2 separate regions of the Sus scrofa genome follow, and region 2 is linked to region 1. Evidence: chromatin contacts called from public Hi-C data. All regions are on one chromosome and are shown on one strand. The core of a region is the stretch at or near the end of the contact, and the rest is flanking DNA. Distances in the headings are between cores, read along the strand shown. Region 1 has its middle 310 kb from the start of DYSF. Region 2 overlaps DYSF (dysferlin).

Region 1 (2,700 bases), core at 94-2,593:
GCCACTCCTCCCTCTCCTCCATCCTTACCACCCCATCTCCTAGACCAGCCCAGCCCAGCTCTTCCCACTAGCAGGGACCCCACCTTGCATCAATGGAAAGGTCAGAGTTGGGGCGCAGTCACTAACAGGCCCCCTGAGCACTGCCTAGACCCCCTGTGGCTTGGCCCCCACAATGATGGCCTGGAGTTCCCAGTAGCTTTTGACTTGGATTGAGGAGGACTGGAGCAAAGTGAGGCAGCCCAGGGGTGGGCTGATCTCCCCTGGCCCTCCTGTCCTGGCTTAGCCCTCCCTTCCTTTCTGCCCAGCCCCATTCATGCAAGAGTCTTTATATAGACACGCTGTTTCATTTCTCTCGGGCATATGTCTAGGAGTGGAATGGCTGAATCATAGAGTAGGTATAGAGTTAACTCTGGAACAAACTTACAGATAGTTTTTCAAACTGTTGTCCCAGGTCACGTTCCCTCCAGCAATGTGTGCCAGTACTGGTCGTTCTGCCATTTGTCAACGCATGGTTCGTGAGTCGTCTTCAATGAGGGCTGAGGTCACGTGGGTTACAGCAGCCCAAGGAAAGGGAGCATTAGAGGTGAGCGTGCAAGTGGAGAGGAAGCTGAGAAGGGAGACTGGGTTTGGGGCTGTTTGAGTCTCCCCTCCTTTGGTTATTGGCCCTGCGACTTTGGGCAAGTTCTTGAACCTTGCCATGCTTCCACGTGCTCACCCGGAAAATGGGGATACCATATCTTCTTTTGTTGAGATTAAATGACGTAATGGATGTAGCTGTGTTTTCGCAGTGAGTGGCATCAGGACTCCTGTTGGTCTATACATGTCTTTGCGTGAATTAGGTAAAAGGGCCCCATTTCCAGGTAGATGCAGCCCCGGCCAGGATGCAGGGAGCTGCATTCTGATGCTATTCTTCCCTAGACACGGAGCCTTGGGCAGCACGCAAACTGCACGCTGACTCTCAGTGATTCTGTTTGACCCACCAATTCTCAACAAAAAGCATGCTGAACAGGTGAAGTCGAAAAAAGAGGTGAGTGTGTTTGTCAGGGGGGTCCTGTGTGTGTTGACCTCTCCTCCTCACCCCCACCCCTTTCCCTTGCTCTGGTGGCTTCCCCTTCCCTCCATCACCCACTCCTTTGAATCTCTGAGAACTTGGGTACCAATCTCTAGCTCAGATCCCAACCAGGGGAAATGTCTTCAGAGTTTGGTATTTGTATTGAGTCATAGAGAAGCGTACTTAAATTCAAAGTCTGGTTTTTGGAAAGAACCCAGTGGCACGAAGATGGGCTGGAGGCAGCAGCACTTGTGGTAACTGGATTTGGTCTTTGGAGGGAGACAGAGGCATAGAATAGCTGGGATCCTCAGGAAACAGGGCCAGAGTCTTGCTGTTTACAGCAAGGAGAGGCTGAGAAGCTAGAGACAAAGTCAGAAGACCCTGGCACGATCTGAAATGTCTCTGGGTTTCTGAGGTGAAGCCTTTGGTCAGAGAAGCATCTCCTTAAGGGGCAGGACCCTGTGCTGCTCACTCTGGCCCAGACATGCAGAAGGCGGGGGCCCATTTGCTTAAAATGAACTCAAGGGAGACAGCCTGAGCTCCAAACACAGAGCTCAGTAGACAAATAATTCAACGGAACCGGCCTTTCGATTTATGTGTTTACATCCTGAAAAGGAGCCTTTCTTTACCTGAGGGCCCTTCTGGCCAGGAACACCTAAACTTTAATTCTGAGAACAGGACACGTAAACTTTATTGATGGAGAGGCTGAGGTGGACTGGGAGGCAGAGGCCTTCAGAGCTGGGGTCTGAGTGGTCCCACTAACCCCCCATGGAGCATTTGGCTTCTGAGCCTTCTGTCTTTCATGCCTCAGCCAGGACACACAGTAGGACTTCCTGGTTGGGGGACGCATGAGTCATTTCTGAGAGACTCTGGTGAGTCACTGGAGAAGCAGGGTTACCTTTCCGAACTGCAATTTACCAGTGACACGTGGCTTTCAGCCTGGCTTCAAGTGAGTAAGGGGTGCAGTTCCCTGTGTCCCTCCTGCACCCCCCACCCCACCTGGACTTCTACCTGCTGGCCTGGCTGTAGGAGGGGGCGGTTGGAAGGGAGAGAAGGCACCTTTCAGCCAGGTGAAGAGGAGGGAGCTCCACCTCTGCTTTCTGGCCTCCCCCAAAGAGATCATCAGGTACTGTTCTTCCCCTTTCCAGCCTGAGAGGGAGTGAGACCTCAGGAAAGCGCTGATCATTGAAGGAAAGGCAGCCCGACCAACCCACTTTCCTCCAGTCTTCCCAGTGCTGACCCTTGTCAAGTCCCGAGGAATCGGCCAGACACAGATAGAACCCTAAGGAAGAAGGTGACAGTTGGGGTTCGGGGGCTGGGTGAAGGGGGCCGTGTTAGGCCCAAAGGCCGCCCCCTGCAGAGCCCAAGGTGAGAAGGGCAGGGCAGGGCCCGGGCTGGAAGCCCCGGTCCGCCACACCCCTCACCCGCCCGGTCGCCCACCGCGGATGGAAATGCAGGTTGCTCTGCCCCCGTCCCGCTGCCTCTGAAGGTGAAAGTCACCTTCCGCCGCCTTCCCGACGGCCCGCCGCTGGGGTGGGAGGCAGGAGACATAAATCCTTCCTCGTCCCTGTCCCGCGGCGCTTGCCTGCGCGGCCGCGGGGAGGAGACTCCAGCGACTGTAAATCAGCGTCCCCTCCGCGGGCCGCCTG
Region 2 (2,700 bases), core at 168-2,667, 140 kb before region 1:
AGAATTTCTTAAATGAAGGGGGGCTGACTCTTTCCTAGCAGGGAAACACCAGGTAAGGGCATTACTTTTAGGGAAATTTCTACAGTCTTGGCTGGAATGACCTTCAACCTTGTTGAGTTCAGAACCTGATGGGTCAACTTTCTTAGGGCTAGATGCACGTTATTCGAGATTCTAAACCAAGGTTTCCAGTTTATGAATTTACAGTGAGAAAGACTTCTGCCTGGGGGATGTGACCTTGGATGGTGGTCCAGCCTGTGGTCTCTCTCTCTAGGCTCAGCAATCAGGGAGCCAAATTGTGATTAGAGATGAGTGAAGAATCAGAACAAGGGGAGAGAGTTCTGGGATTTGACACTGAGTGATAGCCCTCTAAAGGAGACTGATATATCCGTGCCCAAATGTAGGGACGGCTTTTGTCCCTATGCCCGAGACCCTCCCCTTGAATGGTCAGCTCTAACCCCTCCTGGCCTGTATTTCCAAGACGGATTGGTTCCTCTCCCCACCCCCACCCCCGATAGAGTCTTTCTCTAGATGTATTAGTGCAGTTACCCACTTAACGGCTAAGGCTGAGTGTAGAAGCCACCTTTCGCTTTGAGGTGACTGCCTCTCCTTGCGCTGATCCCCTCTGCATTGATTTCATGCTCTGGTTCTCCAAGGGCAGCCCTATTTCCCTTAATTCCAAGTTTTGGGGGGAATGCTTCATTGCCGCTCATGGGTACTAACAACAATTTATCTGAAGACTTTGAAGCAAAGGTTTTCTGAGCAAAGGAATCAATTACAGGGTGTGGCTCCCCAGTAAGGAAGCATTTCCAGAAGGCATCCCATCCAAGGCGGTTTGTCTCAGCGCAACATGCTTGCCTCTCTGACCTCCAGCGTTTGAGGGGGTGTATTTGAACTTTAATGACAGGAATGGGTTTTTACCTGTACTTTTTTTGTATCTGTCTGATGTGCTAATTAGGACGATGCTTATCTTCTCCTTAAAGTAGGTTTCCTGAGGACATGCATTTGGCACTCTTGGTTCAGCAAGAATTACTGTATGTGCTTGAAAGGAACAGAACTGTACTTCTTTAAAAATATCTCCGGTTCAGATGTGTTGCCAGTACAGCCTGGCCTCCCCCCGCTCCCATTAGTTCTGATTAGGGAGGTTTGATGCCTGTCACTGTGTGTAATCCGGACCTTCCTTTGTGAGTCATTCCTTCTCTCATTTTCTCAGAGCAAATACAAATCGCCCATCAAATGACAAGTGAAGGCACTGGGGAGGAAGGGGAGGGAAATCAGAGCTGAAATCTGTTAGCTATTTGGAGTAATTGGTTATTTGCTGTGTTTGCTGGTTGGGAAGCAGAGCACATACTTTACGGTCTCTCCTGTTACGGGGGCTGGAGTCACCCGCCGATATTGGATCCTCGTTGCCGGAGCCCTTGGCTCCGGGCGCCTTTCCCCTGCTTGGCATTCCTGTGGTCTCCTCGGGGGTGCACCCCCCCGCCCCCGCCCTGATGTGCAATGCAGGGGGGACAGCCCAGGGTGAGATTTGTCTGGCGAACTCCAGGGCCTCATCAGGGAGGAAGAGGCCCCAGCCCCCCGCCTTACCAGCCCGTACTTCGGGAGAGGGGGGTACACCCCTCGGGGAAGTTCTCACCCTGTATACCCCTCTTCCCAAGAGGTCTTTCTCCTGGTCCACAAGGGACCTGGTTTCCTACCCAGAGGAAGAAGCTTCATCTCTTCCCAGAGGGAATTTCTCGGCTTTCTTGGAAACCTCTGGGACAGGAAGTTCTCTCCGAGGTCTGATTAATGCCTTGCTACCCCTGTTGGTCCCTTCTCGTCACTCGCCCCATCCCTCCTCCTCTCCAGCCTGGGTCCAAACAATGCTTGGAACCTGGTTCAGAGCTCACTGCGGAGTACAGGTTCCTCTGAGGATGCTCACTGGAGCCTATCAACCTGCCCAGTGATGTGAGCGCCTCTCTCACACTCACCAAGGCATGGGAAACCAGCCCGAATTAGCAGCAAGTTCAAAATATAGAATATTTGCAAAGCACTATGGTCTTGTGTATGAAAACGCACATAGTGACTAGAAAGTAGGTTGACTTTGGCATATAGTAGGCGCCCCCCAAATACTTTTAAAATTGAATTTAAGATAGCTACGATTAGTGTCTGTAGTTTGATGAATGCTTCTGCAGTCCTGGGAAGGCCTTCAAAAATAGTTTTTCTCTTAAGTAGATGGTTGGAACCTGTGTTAAAGCAAAACTGTCTACATAAGCAGAATGAAGGTAAGGCAAGCTTTTGCCCAGGCCCTATTGGAATCATCACAAATTCTGAATTAGTGATGTCTCATGGTTTTCTTGAAAACTCTGATGGGATCTTCTTTCATGCACCCTCCTGGATAGATTCCATTTAACCGGGCTTTCTACATGGGTTATATAGGTTAGGTGGTCAGGCTGTCCTTGGAGGACCAAGTCAGCGGTCCATGTACATACGTAGGCTCCTGAGTTTGGAAAGAGATTCCCCACAGGCGTTTCCCCCCCTACCCCCCCCTCCACTTGGGTCCTCCATCTGGAATAGGCCAATAGTCAAATTGTCAGACCCTGACCCTTCTCTGCTCACCATCTGCTTGCCTTTGCCAGATTTCAGGCACATTTATTCATTGGGGCTTTTGGAAGCAATTCTGCGTTTTGGTTAAAGGTCTTCCTTCCCCTCCATCTCTGCTGG

What was found. Hi-C and Micro-C count contacts between places; a contact is called where the count stands out from the background.
Region 2: a Hi-C map of embryonic fibroblasts shows a contact between it and region 1, with 2.5 times the contacts expected there. The contact joins two enhancer-like sites. A contact is called at or near these places in 2 of 47 Hi-C or Micro-C datasets (embryonic fibroblasts and fetal heart ventricle).

What each region holds. Positions count from the first base shown.
Region 1 is chr3:70,928,179-70,930,878 of Sscrofa11.1, reverse strand. No RefSeq gene overlaps it. Among named protein-coding and RNA genes, the nearest start is that of DYSF, 310 kb to the left of the region's middle. Within about 2 kb of position 1,343, at least 8 of the 83 cell types and tissues checked have an H3K27ac peak or open chromatin away from gene starts, as enhancers often do. A contact at or near this core is called in embryonic fibroblasts, where this site is marked.
Region 2 is chr3:71,072,493-71,075,192 of Sscrofa11.1, reverse strand. All of the region lies in intron 42 of DYSF (dysferlin), which reads left to right. Among named protein-coding and RNA genes, the nearest start is that of DYSF, 160 kb to the left of the region's middle. Within about 2 kb of position 1,417, at least 6 of the 83 cell types and tissues checked have an H3K27ac peak or open chromatin away from gene starts, as enhancers often do. A contact at or near this core is called in embryonic fibroblasts, where this site is marked.